Linked DNA regions of Mus musculus: region 2 is linked to region 1. The links are chromatin contacts, called in public Hi-C maps. All regions are on one chromosome and are shown on one strand. The core of a region is the stretch at or near the end of the contact, and the rest is flanking DNA. Distances in the headings are between cores, read along the strand shown.

What was found. A called contact is a pair of places that touch in the nucleus more often than the background predicts.
Region 2: a contact with region 1 is called in a Hi-C map of the G1E-ER4 cell line, with 2.5 times the contacts expected there. The contact joins two enhancer-like sites. A contact is called at or near these places in 1 of 39 promoter capture datasets (liver) and 10 of 484 Hi-C or Micro-C datasets (the G1E-ER4 cell line, the HPC-7 cell line, cerebral cortex and 3 more).

What each region holds. Positions count from the first base shown.
Region 1 is chr13:8,606,721-8,611,166 of GRCm38.p6, reverse strand. All of the region lies in intron 3 of Adarb2 (adenosine deaminase, RNA-specific, B2), which reads right to left. Among named protein-coding and RNA genes, the nearest start is that of Wdr37, 260 kb to the left of the region's middle. Within about 2 kb of position 2,041, at least 7 of the 459 cell types and tissues checked have an H3K27ac peak or open chromatin away from gene starts, as enhancers often do. A contact at or near this core is called in the G1E-ER4 cell line, where this site is marked.
Region 2 is chr13:8,782,379-8,786,824 of GRCm38.p6, reverse strand. No RefSeq gene overlaps it. Among named protein-coding and RNA genes, the nearest start is that of Wdr37, 86 kb to the left of the region's middle. Within about 2 kb of position 2,339, at least 19 of the 459 cell types and tissues checked have an H3K27ac peak or open chromatin away from gene starts, as enhancers often do. A contact at or near this core is called in the G1E-ER4 cell line, where this site is marked.

The DNA of each region.
Region 1 (4,446 bases), core at 792-3,291:
TCCTTCCGCTGCAGATGAATAATGTGCTTGTTCCGAAGCACAAGGTTGCAGTCTCGTGTGTGTGCCTGTGTATGCATGTGCACATTTGTGTGCACAATGCAGTGTGTGCCTGTGTATGCATGTGCATATTTGTGTGCAAAATGCAGCCTCGCCATTTTTCTCCCAGTTAACCCCCCAATCTGAGATCTGGTCCATTTCCTCCTGAGCTGCTGCTTCTGCAGCTGGAAGGGAAAAGTCATTTTTATGAGCATTGCCATGGCAAAATAAAATAATTCCATTTTTATAAAGGCTGTTGAAAAGGCCCCTCTCCCCTCCCCAGCATTTTTTCTCCTGACTGCTTATTTCTCTTGTACTTTTTATTTTTGCCATTTTCTATGTTTCCGGTTTCACCCTCTTGTACTTAACATCTTATTTTCTACTCTATTAGGGAAAAAATGACAATGGAGGCAGGCAGATATAATTTAAAGGTAATTATTATATCGCATCCTCTATACCTTGAGTCAGATAACGTCCCTAAGAGTTAATCACTAAATATCAGTTACACAATCAAGCATAATCCTAAACATAATTACATAATCACCGAGAGCCTGATGCGCATAGCCAATCGGCTTTGTAAGCGATCGCTCAGCCTGGATTTTTCCAGGACAGTGTGGATCTTGCATGAGTTTATTAATTCTGCTGAAGGAAAAAATGATTAACTATCTCAGCATATGTATCTTAATTTTAATAGCTCTATAAGGTTTTTCCCAGATTTGAGATTGGGATTGAGAAAACCCTCTTTCTTAGGCTCTGTCCCATGAAGAGAGTTGCCTGGTGCTTTCAGACATATTTCATTTTTCTGTGTTGCAGGGTGTTTCCATCTGTCCTTCAGACCCAGGGCTTTGCCTTTGAAGTCAAGTCCATTAGTGGGGGCACAGCAAAGATGGGAGCTGAGGAGAGTTGTTACTGGTTTGCATCACCTGCTCTGGTCTCTGGAGCAACATCTCTCAGCCAAAGATGGCTGGGAAAGGCTACCTTATCTTCAGCTTTCCCCTCCAAGTTCCATCTCATGGCCTCCATACTTGTAGCATCTGGTTAGCCCTCCTACTGTGCTCACCCCAGGTGATTAGTTTGAGCTTCCTCCAATATCTAGGGTGACTATGCTAGGTTCTTGCAAGATCCTGGTCCATTAATGTAGTAATTTTTATAAGACTACGTCTGTGAATGTGTTGGAGATGTTTGTTATTATATATCTACTTCCTAGCTGGGCAATTTAAGACGATGGAAAACAAACTGTAATTCTGTTACATAAAATGAAATGCATGCTATTTCCTGATATTTACGAATGTCATGGCTTGAATGTGAAATATCCTTTCTGAGCTCATGTGTTTACACTCTCGGTCCCCAGTTGTGGGTGCTATTTTGCAAGGTGATGAAATCTGCAGGAGGTAGAGCTTCATTGGAGAAAATGGGCTACTGAAAGTGGGCCTTGAGGTTTGTTGGCCTGGTCTTCCTAAGAAGGTAGACAAGAGTCTACCTTCTGTTCTCTGAGTATGGATGTAATAGGACCAGTCATTCCCAGGTCTTGCTAATACGTCTTCCCTGCCATGATAGACCCTCTTGAACTGTAAGCCACAAATAAACTTTACATCCTTAAGTTGCTTCACTGGGGCACAATGGGTTTCATAGTAGCAAAAGCAATCAAATGGAGAGAAAAAGCCATCCACAGAGATGTGCAGCGAGTGACAGGTTATCAATTCACCAGTGGAGAATGTGATGAAGTCTTGAGTCCCCAGTGGTCCATTTGTTTCTGCCTTTTCTTGCAGCCTATGATATACTACAGTTTCCCTTTACTTGAGTACTGGTTGCTCTATGTACACCTTCTGCCTCCAGGGCTCAGGAAACACATCAGAAGAGAAGGAAAGAATGTAAACTGGAGAATTCAGAGGAGTGCTGTGAAATGTACTCTGGACATGCCATAGAGATCGCATTTGTGAACGCTTAGTAGCTGTGGTTTCCCACAAAAGACCTGCGAAAGATTAAGCCAACCAGAATTCCTGTAGTCACGCCCCACCCGGAGGATCCTTCGGCAGTTGATAATTGCTGGGGGGCAGGGTGTACTGGCTGGTTTTGGGTGTCAACTTGACACAGCTGGAGTTATCACAGAGAAAGGAGCTTCAGTTGAGGAAATGCCTCCATGAGATCCAACTGTAAGGCATTTCTTAATTAGTGATCAAGGGGGAAGGGCCCCTTGTGGGTGGGACCATCTCTGGGCTGGTAGTCTTGGGTTCTATAAGAGAGCAGGCTGAGCAAGCCAGGGGAAGCAAGCCAGTAAAGAACATCCCTCCATGGCTTCTGCATCAGCTCCTGCTTCCTGACCTGCTTGAGTTCCAGTCCTGACTTCCTTGGTGATGAACAGCAATGTGGAAGTGTAAGCTGAATAAACCCTTTCCTCCCCAACTGCTTCTTGGCCATGATGTTTGTGCAGAATAGAAACCAGGAGAAAAAAAAATATTTTTTGAGGTTATATCCATTGGTAAAATTCCAGCCTTTAGCGAATGGTCCCAGAACCATGCACTTATGTAAAAAAGGCAGGGGAGATGAAGTTGTGAGGGAGATGTGCTAGGGTGGATAGAAAGAAATTGGACGATGATCATGTCTTATTGTATACATGTATGAAACTCTTAAGAATGAAGAAATTTTACTGGGCTCAAGATATTAAAAATACTGGAAAGTCAAACTCAAAAGTAACCGGAAGTACCTGATGTATTCTCCATTTGGGGAGTGGCTTGGATTCACTGATTATTATTTATCCATTCATTTGTGAATTAACAAGCCCTGTCCCGCACCCCCACCCTCGCTACACCACCATGCTTCATTATGCTGAACATGTGGCAGAAAGCAAGCTGCCGTGGTGGAGTTCAAACTCTGTTGTGAGCGCTCAGAGTCAGTCTCCTCATTCATAAGTGACGATGACAATGCTTGTTCATTCTGCTCCGGAATGAGATGGAGACAGAGCGAGCTGATGTTGGGAAGGCCTTTCCGTGAACTCAAGAGTGTTGTCAAACGTAATTTGTCCTTGTCAGAAAGAATACCAAAGAGTGTGGGATTCTCTTGTTACCGTGTCAGCGACAGACAGAAAACAATCTAATTCCCACCCTCGTCGCCAGAAAAAGAGTCTTAGAACACAGCCCACAAAATCCAGCGAGGCTGGAAGAGATTACCAGTCTCCAGACAGATGCCTTTTCTAGTAGAAAATTGTTCAGAATGGACAAGTTCCAACAGCTTATAAATATGGCTCGCTAATGGCCTTGTTTTTTGTTTTCTGCCATGTGAATCCTTTCAAAATCCTACCTGACGATCGTAAAGTAAGGTAAAACTGGTACCAGAATAAGGCTGGACCTGGGAGGCAAGGCTGGTGTCTTAGAATAGACTCTGTTAATTTACAAATATGACTTGTGTGACATGATGGTAGGGCATCACAAAGTAGTCCACGGAAAAGTGTGGTTTGGTGAAGGTTCCGTGGAAGACTGTAAGCATGCACACTTGTGGGTTTGCCTTTGGATCGCTCCCTAACCTGGGTGGTAGAAAAACCCTTAACAATCACAGAAGGGGCCTGGTACAGTGCCTGCCCAGAACTATGTAAACTGAATATACTAGAGCACTCAGAAGGTGAAGGCAGAAGAAAGCAAAATATGAACATATATCACATTTCAGGGCAGGGTAGGGGGCAGGTGGAAAAGGTTCCCCAAAGCATAAAAACAATAGAACCGATTGGTTGTTACTCGGAGAAATTACATAGATACTGAATTTTTCTCAGTTCAAAAACTGCCCCTAAAGGATGGGGTTGTAGCTCAGTGGTAGAGCCCTTGATGAGTCTTAAACTTAGGTTTGATTTGATTCTAAAAACCGCAAAAGCAAAATATGAACAACAAAAACCCTCATCACAATGAAAACAAAAACCACAATACAAAGATATATAATAATCTTTGGATCACAAGTTTGACCCTGTTTCAAAATAAATATGAGTGAGCAAAGAAACACCTACGGTAGGAGTGTAGCTCACAGAACATAAAAGGACCTAATCTTTAGTATGACAAAAAAAAATCAAAGAAACATTCAGACAGTGACGGTGGATTCCTATGCTCTCAAAAAATGATCATCAGCACAATCTGCTTATTAGTAAATCACTACACACTTGCCTTTCACACAAGACATTGAAAAAAGAGCCTTCTTTTTAATTAATGTTACTTGATAATTTCCCCTCTTATTTATTTAGCACATGTTGCCTCAGGCACCAGGCCTTTCTGTGCTTGGTCTTAGCACCTATTTTTACCTTGTACTTTCTTCCGGGGACATTGCTGTCCTCCTGGGAATTAGATGTTATCTATGTAATGAAGGTGTGCAGCTGAAGTCTAAGATGGTGTCTTGTCTTTCACTTTCCCTTACTAACATATTTACTTTGGA
Region 2 (4,446 bases), core at 1,090-3,589, 180 kb before region 1:
CTCCATAAAATGTAGGTCAAATTCAGCTGGAAATGCCCACAGAAGGCACAGCCTTTTGGATTATTTGCTCTCTTCCTACTTTTTTGGGAAATGGGAAATTACTTTGATTTGTGAATATGCATACACACATGTAGCTGTGGTCCATAGTTGAAGATTTCCAGTGAAAACTGGAGTTAGATTATACTTTGTTCTTATAATCTCATGCACATGTGAATGTGTGTGCTTGTATGTATGCATGTAGGAATGTATGTGTGTATGTGTGTGTATGTATGTATGCATGTAGGTATGTATGTGTGCATGTATGCATGCATACTTGTATGTGAATGTGTGTGTATGTATGCATGTGTGTATGTGTGTGCATGCATGCATGCATGCATGTGTGTATGTATGTGTATGTATGTATGCATGTATGTATGTGTGTATGTGTGTGTGTATATGTATGCATGTGTATATGTGTGTATGTACGTATGTGTGTGTGAGTGTGTATACCTCATGTGTGGAGGTCAGAGGTCAATGCTGTGTGTCATTTCTCAGATGCCATCCACCTTAGTTTTGAGACAAGGACTCTCGCTAGCTTAGAACTTGACAAGGCTGGACGTGGTGGCGCCCGCCTTTAATCCCAGCACTTGGGAGGCAGAGGCAGGCAGATTTCTGAGTTCGAGGCCAGCTTGGTCTACAAAGTGAGTTCCAAGACAGCCAGGGATATACAGAGAAACCCTGTCTCAAAAAACTACCAGTGTTTCTAATGTTTCATGGCTCAAGTCCTGGGTTCTTTGCAGGGCTTTTCTGATAACTGTTGAGAGTACCAACTTGGTATAGAAAGAGGAAAGCTCTCAATAGATTTGTTTGGGCCACTTCAGAAGATTTGAAATTGTCTACCACTTTTGGCAGATTGTCAGGCAGAGCCCACAATGAGGGCTATGGAAGGCTGAGAGAATTCACCATCTCTTCCTGGCTTCTGGCTAACATCAGCTAGAACAAAAGCTTAGGATTCTGGTTGTTCGGGGCTGGAGGGTTGGCTGTACAATTCAGAGCAATTGTTGCTCTTTCAGAGGACCTGAGTTCGGTCCCTAGAACCCACACAATGGCTCATGAACATCCATAACTCCAGTTCCAGAGGACCTAACACCCTTTTCTGACTTCTGAGGATGCCAGGCACACGTGTAGTACACATACATACATGTTAGAAAAGCAGTTATAATCATAAAGTAAAACAATTAAAACGTTTTTTAAAAGGTGCCTAAACTCACACATCTACGGACTCTGAGGTCCGCTTCCCTTGAGATCATCTCTGCATGCGGATCACTGCCCTGAGGCTCTGAACTCACACTTTTGGCTTTCTGTTAACTCCCTGGGCATGGTGCAGTTGGGACAGACTATTTCCCTGAGAGCCCACCAGAGGGCAGACATGCTGCCAGGTCTGCCGGAGAACCACCGCTTTCTTAGAAGTAGGTTACAATATGTTAGTGTATAATTTATGTGCCTGTAGGCACTGTAAGGTAATATAATTGGCTTGTCAGAGCAGCGGCGTTGTTTGCTTTGAAATATGCCCATCAACAAGCGCTCTTAAAGCTGTTGGGAATGTGCTAGGACTTTCGATGCACTGATTTAGAGAAGCCCCTCAGGCTTACCTGGACCTCACTCATTAACTTTTTTCACATCGTGTTTAGAAGCACAGAACAAATTCATCAAAAACCATGGCGTGGTTTTCATTTCTGAGCCCGGCAAGCGCTCTTGCCACCACATGTGATGGCTTCCCTTAATAAACAGATGATTGTTTTTAGGATGTGATGGGTAACAGATATCTGTCCTAAGAAGGGTAATGGAGAAACGATGTTCTCTCCAAAGCTGCCTCGGAGAAGTTTGACAAAGCGGGTGTGTTAGCTTATGCATGTGTGCATATGCACTCTCTTACTGCAAGGGGGAGAGTGCCATTTTCTGAGCCTACATATGGGATGCCTTCTGGAGGAAAAAAAAAAAAAAACAACAAAAAACCTCAAAACCCTTCTGTTATCTGTCAAAACAGACAGCTAAGTGAGCAACTCCTAAGCCGTATGCAGAGATCCTGAGCGTCATCTTGCTGATTTCCCTCTCTTCTTATCTCTTAAGGGTGAGTAGTGGGAACACATCCCACAGGGAACTTGGTGCACAGCGGCTGCATCTTCACACGGCTGCCGAGGTGGGCCTTAATGGACGAAGACAGACAGGATGGAGGTGGAGCTTCAGAGTGCAAACCCCCCACCTTCAGGTCTTCTGTGGCTACCTCCGCAGTAGCCAGCAAACACTGGAAATAGGGCTTTAAACACGCCTTCAGTCAGGCTGCCTGGCACACGTCTGCAATGCAAGGCCTGAGGAGGTGGAGGAGGGAGAAAGTTCCAGGAAAGCCAGAGCTACACAGTGATGCTCTGTCAATTAGCCTTCTCCCCCAGAAGAGAAGACTTCATTTTAAGATCTAGCTACAGCTATACTCTGAGAAGGGAGCTTCCATGTCAGGACAGGCCCTCTGCGTTGTGTCGTCTGTTTCTGTGTAAATTTAGGATCCATGTGAGACAGAACTGATGGCCATAGATAGTCACCTATGCATCTAAGCACATATGTTCATCTAAGCGCAGTTGGTAGGCCAGAAAGGAGTGTGCAGAGGAGCTAAAGGCTCTGGAGTCTGTGATGGTTAGTGTCACTATCCGCTCAACTAAATCCAGAATCTGCTAGGAGACACAGCCCTGGGGGTGTCTGTGAAGGTGTTGTCAGAAAGAGTTAACGGAGGAGGGAAACCCGTGCTGAATGAGGGCAGTGCTATCCCACGGGCTGGGGTTCTGACTGCAGATGCAATGTGACCGACCAGCTTCGTCATGCACCTGACTTCACATCTTCCTTATGATGATGGGCTGTGCCCTCAGACTGTGGGGTACACGAACGCTTGCCTCTGTAAGTTGCTTTTGTTGGAACCGTGAGAAAAATAACCCACAGAAGAGCTTTAACCCACAGAAGGAAATAGGATCACACAAACACAAGATGGGAGGGTGTTGCCACACTGCTCTCTCCACCTGAGATAAAAGCAACCACCAGCCTCACAGGGAAGCCTAAGGAGAGAAACTTTGAGTTTGTTGTTCTTCCCTGGTTCCTAGTGGCCAAGGCTATCTGCTCACTCTCCCCTTGCTTTCCCTCACCATCAAGATGCATCCACTAAAGGAGCACTATATCCACTGCCCAATAGGGTCTTTTATTATTCTACTTTTATTCCTGTGTATGTGTGTACATCTGTGTTTCAGTATGTATGTGTGAGTGCAGGTGTCCTTGACGGCTGGAAGAAGGCATTGGATCCTCTGGAGCTGGAGTTACGGGAGGTAAACGTCCACCTCCTTTGAGATAGGATCTCTCTTATTGGCCTGGACCTCATCCACAGAGCTAGAGCAGGGTGGTCAGTAAGACTCAGGCATCCTCCTGTCTCTGTCTCCCCAAACCTGGGATTCCCATCTTGAGTCAGCACTCCCGGCATCCATGATCATGGTGATTCTCTTTTGTTCCAGATTTTTCTAGAAAATTTAGGGTCTTGTAACACACTGGTGACCTTTTTTTTTTTTTATCTGTTTGGCCAAGTTCAGCCCCCTAGCCCTCTGGGATGCAGAATTCTCTGGTGTTCTAGTGACAGGGCTGTGAAGGTCTCTTTACCTGGATCATGGATGAAGGAGCATTACCTACCACAAGAATCAGCAGATGGATGTCACTCTTTCTCAGGACTTCCATGTCTGTAAAACCCACAGAGCTGTTTTCTGCAGCAGAACACCGTGCTACCCACAGGTAGCCTTGCTCATCTGTCTCTACCTCCCAGCCACAAGCACAGGACCTTAGGTATCAGAGGTGCTTAATACTGTTCCAGGGAACCTCAAGCTACTCCAGTGCTCATTTGTTTTTGCTTCCTGAGATTGCATGAGAAATTTGACTCCTGTTGGTGGCGTGTGGAAAATGAGCTTCCGAGGCCATCTGGTGATTAATTTCAACCTTCAGAATGTCCTGGCTCTGCTTGTCCACATCCCCTGCTCTGGCCTCCTCCCCACACCTTCAGGAGTCCCTGGGGTCATTGCTTGCCAGGCCTGTGAGGGAATTTCGGAAACCTGCCTGACACTTTGCTTTATTTTGAAAAATGACTCAGTGTGGAGTCAGCTGTGGAGTGGTACGTGGTGATTTTGTATGTCAGACTGGAGGCATTCTGTGCCAATGCAGGGACCAGCATCCCTAAGCCCATGGCCCCCAGTGGAGGGGCAGGAACACTAAGGAAGTCCTGCTGCTCTGGGGTCATGATGGAGACAATTCTGTCTCCAGCTGCTCTTAACACAAACATTCTTATGAACGCTCCATTGAGTCTTCCTTGTCCTGGGCACACATTTGCAGACTTTCTGTTATGAACAACACATTATATGTCTATTTGTGTGCATGTTCAGACACTCT